Regions from separate parts of the Pan troglodytes genome. Here regions 1 and 2 are each linked to region 3. A link is a contact called in public Hi-C data. All regions are on one chromosome and are shown on one strand. Each heading gives the region's core, a stretch centred on a gene start, on an enhancer-like site or on the middle of the called end of the contact. The rest is flanking DNA. Distances are from core to core; before and after follow the strand shown.

The links. A called contact is a pair of places that touch in the nucleus more often than the background predicts.
Region 1: a Hi-C map of stem cell-derived neural progenitor cells shows a contact between it and region 3, with 8 times the contacts expected there. The contact joins the promoter of NTN1 here to the enhancer-like site in region 3. A contact is called at or near these places in 4 of 7 Hi-C or Micro-C datasets (blood, induced pluripotent stem cells and stem cell-derived neural progenitor cells) and 1 of 1 datasets of contacts at active chromatin or transcription factors (stem cell-derived excitatory neurons).
Region 2: a contact with region 3 is called in a Hi-C map of stem cell-derived neural progenitor cells, with 6 times the contacts expected there. The contact joins the promoter of CCDC42 here to the enhancer-like site in region 3. A contact is called at or near these places in 1 of 7 Hi-C or Micro-C datasets (stem cell-derived neural progenitor cells) and 1 of 1 datasets of contacts at active chromatin or transcription factors (stem cell-derived excitatory neurons).

The regions. Positions count from the first base shown.
Region 1 is chr19:61,698,568-61,701,877 of NHGRI_mPanTro3-v2.0_pri, reverse strand. NTN1 (netrin 1) reads left to right here and starts at 1,296. Exons shown (of 7, transcript XM_024350490.3): 1 at 1,296-1,347.
Region 2 is chr19:61,958,886-61,962,005 of NHGRI_mPanTro3-v2.0_pri, reverse strand. CCDC42 (coiled-coil domain containing 42) reads right to left here and starts at 1,813. Exons shown (of 6, transcript XM_511851.5): 1 at 1,413-1,813; 2 at 965-1,070; 3 at 512-616. The coding sequence starts at 1,495. It overlaps LOC107969257 (a long non-coding RNA gene), which reads left to right and starts at 1,831. Exons shown (of 4, transcript XR_010153281.1): 1 at 1,831-1,917.
Region 3 is chr19:61,179,162-61,182,207 of NHGRI_mPanTro3-v2.0_pri, reverse strand. The region is part of intron 4 of STX8 (syntaxin 8); the gene reads right to left. Among named protein-coding and RNA genes, the nearest start is that of STX8, 54 kb to the right of the region's middle. Within about 2 kb of position 1,742, at least 3 of the 24 cell types and tissues checked have an H3K27ac peak or open chromatin away from gene starts, as enhancers often do. A contact at or near this core is called in stem cell-derived neural progenitor cells, where this site is marked.

The DNA.
Region 1 (3,310 bases), core at 47-2,546, 520 kb before region 3:
AAGTCATTTACATAAATGAAATGACAATAAACAATGTAGGCAGAAAAACTGAGTTAGAAGGCTGGGTGCAGTGGCTTACACCTGTATTCCCAACACTTTGAGAGGCCAAGATGGAAGGATCACTTGAGGCCAGAAGTTCCAAACCAGCCTGGGCAACTCATTGAGACCTTGTCTCTACAAAATAAAAAGTGTTTTAAAAATTAGCCGGGCGTGGTGGCATGCACCTGTGGTTTCAGCTACTCGGGAGACTGAGATGGGAGGATCTCTTGAGCCTGGGAGGTCAAGGCTGCAGTGAGCCATGATCCCGCCACTGTACTGCACTCCAGCCAGGATGACTGAGCAGGACCCTGCGCCCCCACCGCCCCCCACCCCCACACACACCCACTACCAAAAAAAGAGAAAAACTGAGTTAATTATGAACGTAGTTTGAAATCACAATGCCAATGTCAAAAAATGATTCTTCAAAGAGCAAGCATATGATGTAAAATTTTAATAATGGCCTGAAGCTAGGGTCCTAGTTTATGCCGGCAAACCTGTGTCCTCCAGCAGCCTTAAGCTCGGCAGAGATTCCCAGGCGCCGGCCTCGCGGGTGAACTGTCACACGTACCCAGAGCTTGGAGGAGGCGCACCGGGGGAGTGTTGTGCTGGGGATTCCCAGGCCGGCTCCTGCTTCTCGCCTGATGAATGTGGAGTTCCTTCAGCCATCCCTCGGGTCCTCTTAAACTTTTCTAAGTTTCAGGAGTGTGAATGACGCATTCCCCTAGTGTTAAGTGGCGACAGTTCTCCCTCTATTTTATCTCTTCAGTCATTTTAATGGTAATTGGGGGAGGCGTGTCAGCGGACCATCTTGGATGAAGGGCAAAAAGACCAGTTAGCATGGAATTGAGGTTTGTCGCTGGTGATGGCAGTGGGGACATGATCGCACGTCCTTGGGTCAGATTTCTCAGCTCTCTCCTCCCCATTTTTACCCCTAGCACTCGGTCAAACAAACAGACAAACAAAAAGACCCCTGCAACCCCCAGACAAACCAAAGCTAGAGTGTGTAGGTTGGGTGGCTTTCTGTTGGATAGTTGTGTGTCCCAAGTTACACGCATTCTATCTTGGCCCAGCTCCACTGGAGCCCGAGCGGCGGGGCGCAGGGTGCGAGCGGGAGGCTGGTGTTCTGCCCGCGATGGGCAGGGGAGCCGGGTGGCCGCGGGGCGAGGAGCCGCGAGGGCCGGGCCGGCGTGACACCACCTGGCGGAGTCTCGGGGAAGAGTCTTAAAGGCGCGCGCTCCTCCGTGCCCCGCGCACTCGAGCGGGAGCCGCGGAGAGCTCGCCTCCCGCTGCCGCCGGCGCCTCGGGGAGGTAAGTGCCACCCGCGGATCCCGAGTCGCGGCCGGGTGGGGGCGGCCCGCGGCTGCCCCGCGCTCGGGAAGCTCTGGCTGGGGCTGCGGTCGGAGGGCGGCGCCCAAGTTTTCTTGAAGGCCTCGGAGGGCAGCTGGAGCGGCGTAGAGCCTGCGCGGGGATGGCGGGGGTGGCCGCGGGCCCGGGCCGTCTGGGGGCGGCCATCCCGGGCGGTGCGTGGAAAAGTAGGCACTGGTGCGCGGCGAGGGGCGCACGCCAGAGCCCCAGCCCCGCGTCCTGCGCACTTGGCGCGCTCTGGCCGCGGTCTCGGCGAGCCCCAGCCTGCTCCGGGCCGCGACCCCGGCTCCGCGCCTTCCTGCCCGCCCGGGTCCTTTGTAGCCCGCTCGCCCCGCGGTCGCGCACGGTCACGCCGGCAGGTCGCGCTCGGCGGCCGGCCAAGCCAGCCCCGGCCCCGCCGCGCCCGCGCCCCGGGCCACCCCGCCCGGCCCCCTCGGCGCTGCACCCCTCGCTTTCCCCATCTCCAGCCGCTCGCTATTTTCACACCTCCCGGTGCCCCGGCCCCGGCGCCTGATTCAGTGCTTAGTAATTAATTTGGCGTTTCAGAATGGTCAGCGGGCTGGATAATGGGTGCATTCATCCCCCGGGCTAATCTGAACAGAGGTGGGAAGAAAGGCTTTCACAGACAGAAAATGCCATTCGCCGAGCGCTCAAAGGGGCTGTCACTCCCAGAATAAATCGCCGCCGCGCCCGCCGGCTCCTCTGGCCATTTCCATACAGCTCCGGCCCGCGCCGCGGACCCGCCGGCCTCGGCCTCGGCTCCCGGGAATCACTCACTCGAGTGCCTTCGACGGGAAAGTCGGGCGAGAGCTGGACCCAGGCGGGGGCCGAGGGAAACGGGGAAACTGGAGACTCGGGTGAAGGCCGCAGGGGACAAAGAGATTGATTAGAAAATCAAACGCGCATCTAGAAGGAGGCGCAGGCGACTGCTCAAGGCGCGGACGGCGGAGCTGGGGCTCGGGAGCGTCCGTCCAAAACCCCCGAGGTTCGCCAAAGAGGAGGGCCCGCGGCCCAGACCCTCCGGAGCGTGCCCGAGGCGACACGGCAAGCTTCTGGGGCTCCCAAATTGTGAATGGAGTTCAATGCACAAGCATAGATAGTAGAAACAGGGTCGACCTGCACAGACTTTTTATTCCGAGTTCCTTGTGCTATCAGCCCCTTCGCCCTCGCGGCCTGGAAGGTGACACGGTGTCTTCCCCGGCCTCCTGCTCGCCACCCCTGTTGGGACCCTCGGGTCCGCCTGGGGACATCTGCTGAGGCTTTATCCTTTGATCCCTTCTGGATCCGGTGACGCGCTAAGTGTTGGGCACGTACGGCCTACGGAGTTTGAATGCTGGGGCCTTCCTGTTGCGGCACCCCCAGCCCACTGGTGCAGCGGGATCCTGCGCTCGCGGCGCGGTCCTCTGGATTAGCGCCTCCAGCCAGGCTGTGGCGCCTCCAGTGGGTAGGGCTGGCTCGGCTCTAGCCAGGTGAAGCTCCAGACTCTGGATTTTCCCGTCTTCGGGGTTCAGCGTGTATCCACCTCACCCGGCCGACTTGGCCCTGGGCCCTTTCACCCAGTGGAATCCTGCCACTGGGAGAAGAGAAAGAGCTGTGGCTCTATGGCGAAATCTTAGCTCGGTTGAGAGGCAGAACGGGCACCCGACACAGCTGGGACGAAGGGGAGTTTCTGGAATGGCCAGATGCGTGTCCCAGGTGTGTAAGGGAGATGGAATCCCCGTACTACTCATCAACTTCTGAGTGGAAGTCATCCCTCCCCTCTGTGTCTGTTTCCTCATTTGCAAAACAAGGATAAAATGAGATCACATGTGGCCCTAAGTAAGGGGGCTCTCAGTAGAAGGATCCCAGGCACCGCTCCCACCACTGGCCACCAACCTTGCTGCACCTCCCCCGCATCTCTCCACGT
Region 2 (3,120 bases), core at 564-3,063, 780 kb before region 3:
CTGGATAAATCTGGATTTTTAAGACGATTAAAGTGCTCCACTAAAGACTGAAGTGAGAGAGGATGTCTTGGAATGGACTCTGGTGCCTGGTCCTTCAACCATCCCCTGCCTGGACCTTCAGTGCAAGGACAAGCATGGAGGGGTGGGGTGGCTGGAGGGACTCAAACTGTCTCATTCATCACTGTATTTCCCAAGTGTTTAGTCCTAACTGTAGCACCCTCATTCATTCATCCATGCATTCATTTACTGGATAAACTGTATGTCCTAGGTACTGGAAAAGAAATAGGAAACAGCCATCTAGAGGGAGCAGAGACTGATAGGTAAATGGAAAATTACAGAGACAGGTGGGGGACATAAAGGACGCCTAGAGACATGCCAGGCAACGTTGGAGCACTAAGGATGCTTTTAACTCAGGGCGAGGAGTCAGCAGAAGCAAGGAGGAGGAGTGCAGTTTGCCCACCTGCGGACTATGGATCCCCTGGCCACTGCGGCCGCCCACACCCCTTCAAACCTGGATGAACTGCTCAGACTTCTGGATGTGAGCCTTCAGTTGGGCTTCCTTAACGCCCAGTTCCTCCCAGCGCAGGTTCAGGGTTTCCATTCTGCGCTGAAACATCTTTGGGGTGGGGGTGGGAGAGCAGAGAGGTCAGGAGGGCTCCTGACATGAGTACCAAGGAAGACCCCAGCATCCCTGCCCCAGAGGCTCCATCCCCAGGCCCAAGAGGGTCCATAGGAGCCTCCCACTTTCCACCCCATGCCTGGCCCAGAGCAGAGCATCCCTGGACAGTGGTACCCCCAAGACCCAGATCCTTTCTGTTCTCCCCAAAGAGACCAGATCACCATAGAGGACTCCTGGCTCTAGCCACCCCACTCAGACAATGGAGGGCTGTCCACAGGCTCTCCCGGAGCCCCAGCCCACCCCCTTCCTTTCCTGCCCCTCTGCACTCCATCCCTGAGTCCCCACCTTCTTCTTCTGCACCATAGTTTGATGCATGATTTCTGTCTCCTTTTTCTTCTCCAGTAGCCAGATGGATGGGGACTCCGACGCCCCCTCAACATTGGGGAGTTTCCTGTCCAAGATGTGAACGCGAGAGGGCTGTGTGTTCTGACATGGGGTAGGCTGGGGCTGGGAGTAACCCGTGGAGACAGATACCCATGGGGAAGCAGAGGGGCCTCTCTCCCTTTCCGAGGGAAAGGACTGCTGTGTTGAGAAGCATAGAGGGCCATGCAGGAGTGAGCAGGGGGAGGGTGACGGGGTGGAGACCAGCGTGATGGGGTGGACTGGTGCCAAGGTTATTTGGGGCACTGGGTTACAGGAGAGGAGGGGACAGACGGTTGGAAGATGAGGTATGGGGTGGGTGTGAGTGGTCCCAGGCACAGAGGGGTGGGCAAGCCAGGCCTCAGACACTCACTGGAGCATCTGCAGCAGCCGCTCCCCATACTGCAGCCGGAAGTACTCGGCCAGGTCTTCCTCTTCCATGATGCCCAGACTCATGGTGGCAGTGACCTCACGGCCCAGGCAGCTGACTCTTCACAGTGAAATTGTGGGTAGCAGAGCCACAGGTGGCTCAGGGGTGGTGGCTGTGCTCTTGTTTCTCCCTTCGGCCTTCAGGGTCCCACAGATGATGGAGTTTGAGACTCCACAGAAGGTGGCTGGAGACAGGTTGGGCGGCTCAGGACGATGTGCTGGGGCAGTTATGGGAAATGTGGTTACCTAGCAACAGGCTGCCTGGTTCTGTGGCCGGCACGTGGAGTCCAGGCACTGCCCTCTGCCCCCTGCCCCCTGCCCCCATTGGTCCTCCCCTTGCTGGGGTCCTGCTCTCTGCTCCTGCCCTTTGCCCTCAGGAACTTCTGGGAAGGCATTAGGCCTGGTTAGATGCTGGTTGCCATGGAGCCCAGGGCCAGAGGCAGTTTCTGGTGAGTGTGGCTGAGAAGGGGCATCGGGTGGAGGAGCGGCCTTGTGCGGGCGCCCTGCTCTTAGGGCCTCCCTGGGGTTCAGGTGTGGGTGAGGGTGAGGGAGGGGCCGGGCCTTGGTCAGAAGGCCGTGAAGAAGAGCAGAGAAAGAAAGGAGGTGCTTAGCGGCGGCAGGGGTGGAGTCGCGAGGAGGCGGGAGGTTAGAAACCAGGCGGCGGGCCCAGCACGCGGTGGGGCCCGGTGGGGCCCGGTGGGGAAGGAGGGACGGGCGGGGGGTGCGCGGGGACAGGCACAGGAGGAGGGCCCAGGCCAGGCCCCTCAGAAGAAGAGACTCGGGGCCTGCGCCAGTTTTTTGTTTTGGTTTGGTTTTGGTTTTGTTTGTTTGTTTTTTTTTTGAGACGGAGTCTCGCTCTGTCGCCCAGGCTGGAGTGCAATGGCGGGATCTCAGCTCACTGCAAGCTCTGCCTCCCGGGTTCAAGCGATTCTCTTGCCTCAGCCTCTCGAGTAGCTGGGACGACAAGCGCCTGCCACAACGCCCGGCTAATTTTTGTACTTTTGGTAGAGATGGGGTTTCTCCATGTTGGCTAGGCTGGTCTCGAACTCCTGACCTCAGGTGATCCACCCGCCTCCGCCTCCCAAAGTGCCGGGATTACAGGCATGAGCCACCGCGCCCGGCCCTGCGCGTTTTTGTTTGCATAAACTTAAAACGGGAAGAAATGCCAAAACACGGTAACGGAAATGACCCTATTTAAAATGTTGACTCCGTGGTGGCCGCCTTCCTTGATCCCGTCAGGCTGCGTGCATTAACTCATCTGGCTGGAGGTCGGACGTCTTCGCGTGGGACGGCGGGTGTGCGGCGGGCGCCCTGGGGTCTCTGGCTGGACTCTGGCCGGGACCTTGAGCTCGCTCCCGCCAGGCGCAGGCTCCCTCTGCTCTCTGCCTCCCTCCCTCCCACGCCCGCTACTGCCGCCACGCCCGCTACTGCCGCCACGCCCGCCACACACCCCGTTCCGCTTCTCTCTGTCTGGGAGGGGGAGCGGGGTGGGGTGCGTGGGTTGTGGTGGGCTAGGGGTCTTGGGCGGGGGCGTGTCCCGAGCGCGGCCAGTCCGCCCCGCCGCATTGCCGGTCGTCTGGCGCCCCCTGCTGGCCGTCTGCCGCGCCCTCCATCCCGGCCCACCCCAGCCCTGCTCCCCTCCCACGCTCCGC
Region 3 (3,046 bases), core at 493-2,992:
TTAGATACCTTGTCTTATCAAGATTTAACCAAAAAGTTTCACAATCACTTCTAAAGACATAAAATGATTTCATTTTCATCCCCCAAAGAAAATGATGTACATTATTTAAATTATGATAATATCGGGGGGGTGCACAGACAATCCATGTCTCTCTACAGACAAATGAAGTTGAAGCTTGTTAGAGTTCATAGGAAGGGCGTTCTTATCAACTGAATAAAGAATTGAAATAGCAGTGAATTCCAAGAAGTAGCTTTCTTTAGCCTTTCTTAGCGTTTCAAAAAGATGTCAAAGTGACTATATAAAATGTTTGTTTGGTCTGGAAAAAATATCAGTGTTTGAGTATTCACAGACCACAGGGAGGTTTGCAGTTAGGATGAGGGAAGATATTTCTGGGGTGTGAGTGAGCTGAGTCTGCAAAGCTTCGTAACTAGACTTGCCTATAGATTTGAAAACACTCCTATGATATAAAAGGGTAATTCCTTTTTCAGAACTTTTTTTGGTAGTTCCTTTCTGTGAATATAAAGATGCACAGAGGCTCAAATTTCAATTAGAAATAGATTCTTTGACAGAATTTCTTTAGAGACGAAGTCTGGCAACAATACGCAGACTGGATTACACGGAAGAGAGGCTGCAGTCAGACAGGCAGGCCAAAAGGCCAGTGTGGTAATTTAGGTGGGAGGTAACAGGAGTCTGGACAAGGGAAGTGACAAGAGGGAACAGAGAGAAAGGGACAATTAACATAGTGGCTCAAGGGAAATTCCACAAGTGTTGATGAATAGACTGGATATAGGGAATAAAGATTGCCAAACCTATGTGACTTGAAGAAACTGACGCGACTTCAGGAAAAGGAAATTTTTTCATTACCTTTCAATTTTCAACACAGCACTTAATAACAACCCCAGAGTTAAACTGGTCCTTCAAGAGATCATGATTATGTAGGAATATCTGTAGCCATATTTACTAAACTGTTAACATCTTTCAGTCCAATACTCTGTCCTACTCTTTTCTGTATCCCATCCACCCTTCCATCCATCCATCCATCTGACAAACACTGAATATCTTCTATGTATCAGGCACTAATCTAGTGACTTGTAAGTGAACAAGAGAGACATAAATACCTGACCTCATGGAGCTAATACTCAAGGGACAATAAATGCCTAACATTGTGCCGACTGCAAAGTTGATACTCAAAATATTTTTTGTTCAAATTGAATAATCTCCATTGAGTATTAGTCCAGAACAAATAAGAATCAGAACAAGGAAAATATCTTCCTTACATAATATCCAAGGAAATTTCACTATAGCACCTTTAAAATCTATTACAATCAAATATTGTTCTAATTTAAAAGCAATCCTATTTTTTCCTATTCATTGCTTACCAAATTTACCAATAAAAAGTTTTAACACTAAATGAAAACCTTGATGAAACAGTTCACAGAAGAATAGAAATACAGGGTGGAAAAGGCCATCATTTTTTTGGGTCTCCAACTCAAATTTCAGAAACCCTAGGGCACTGCTCCTGAGAGTCACACAGGCCATCTTAAGCAAAAAACAAAACCAAAAGGAACACTTCTGTACCTTAAATGTTTGCAGATCATGGTACCTTAAAAGCAGAAGAGGGGCAAAAAGGGGTGATACACAAAAAACAAGAATTCCAAGTAAAAGATGAATGAGCTGCTCTACCATATTTATGGTGACTGAGAGCCATCTGCTGGTTACAGTTTAGTTACAACAGTCCAGGAGGGCCAACTATTGCAGGCAGCTTCTCTATTACATGATGCATGCAACATGCTTAGAAACACAATGCACTGGTTCTCACTCCTGTGAGGAAGCTTTAAAAAGTTTCCTATCGGCCGGGCACGGTGGCTCACGCCTATAATCCCAGCACTTTGGGAGGCTGAGGCAGGTGGATCACGAGGTCAGGAGATAGAGACCATCCTGGCTAACATGGTGAAACTCCGTCTCTATTAAAAATACAAAAAAAAAAAAAAATTATCTGGGCATGTGGCGGGTGCCTGTAGTCCCAGCTACTCAGGAGGCTGAGGCAGGAGAATGGCGTGAACCCAGGAGGCGGAGCTTGCAGTGAGCCGAGATCGCGCCACTGCACTCCAGCCTGGGTGAAAGAGTGAGACTCCATCTCAAAAAAAAAAGTTGATATCATACAAGCAGTGAGTAGGATAGTGGTTACCAGAGGCTGGGAAGGGCAAGAGGTTGGGGGAAGGAAAGGTTGGTTAAGGGAGACAGGGAACAGCTGGATGGCAGAAGTGAGTTCTGGTGTTCTGTGGCATACTAAGGTGAATACAGCAAATGATAATTTACAGTTTTTTGAATAGCTAGAAGAGAGGATTATGAATGTTATCAACACAAAGAAATGATACAGGTTTGAGGTTATGGGTATGCTAATTACCCTGATTTGATCATTACACATTATATACATGTATCAAAATATCACACTGTAAGCCAGGCTCGGTGGCTCTCGCCTGTAATCCCAGCACTTTGGGAGGCCGAGGCAGGTGGATCACAAGGTCAAGAGATCGAGACCATCCTGGCTAACACAGTGAAACCCCATCTCTACTAAAAATACAAAAAAATTAGCCAGGCATGGTGGTGTGTGCCTGTAGTCCCAGCTACTTGAGAGGCTGAGGCAGGAGAATCACTCGAACCCAGGAGGCAGAGGTTGCAGTGAGCCGAGATTGCACCACTGCACTCCAGCCTGGGCAACAGAGCGAGACTCCATCTCAAAAAAAAAAAAAAAATCACACTGTACCCCATAAATATGTACACTTATATGTCAATTAAATATATATGTACATATATATACACACACATATATATATTTAAAGAGAAACAAATGCGCAAAAGTCAACAGAACTTATACAATATGAGGGAGTTGGTGTTCCTAGAGCCATGCCTTTTTGACACCATCTGCAATAACAACTCTCCATCTTCTTCCAGTTGGTTCTTCACAACCAAACACAGTTATGATCAATCCGTTGAGTGTCCAGTCAAGATGAGCAATCTACATTTGCTTTAGGCATTTGGCATG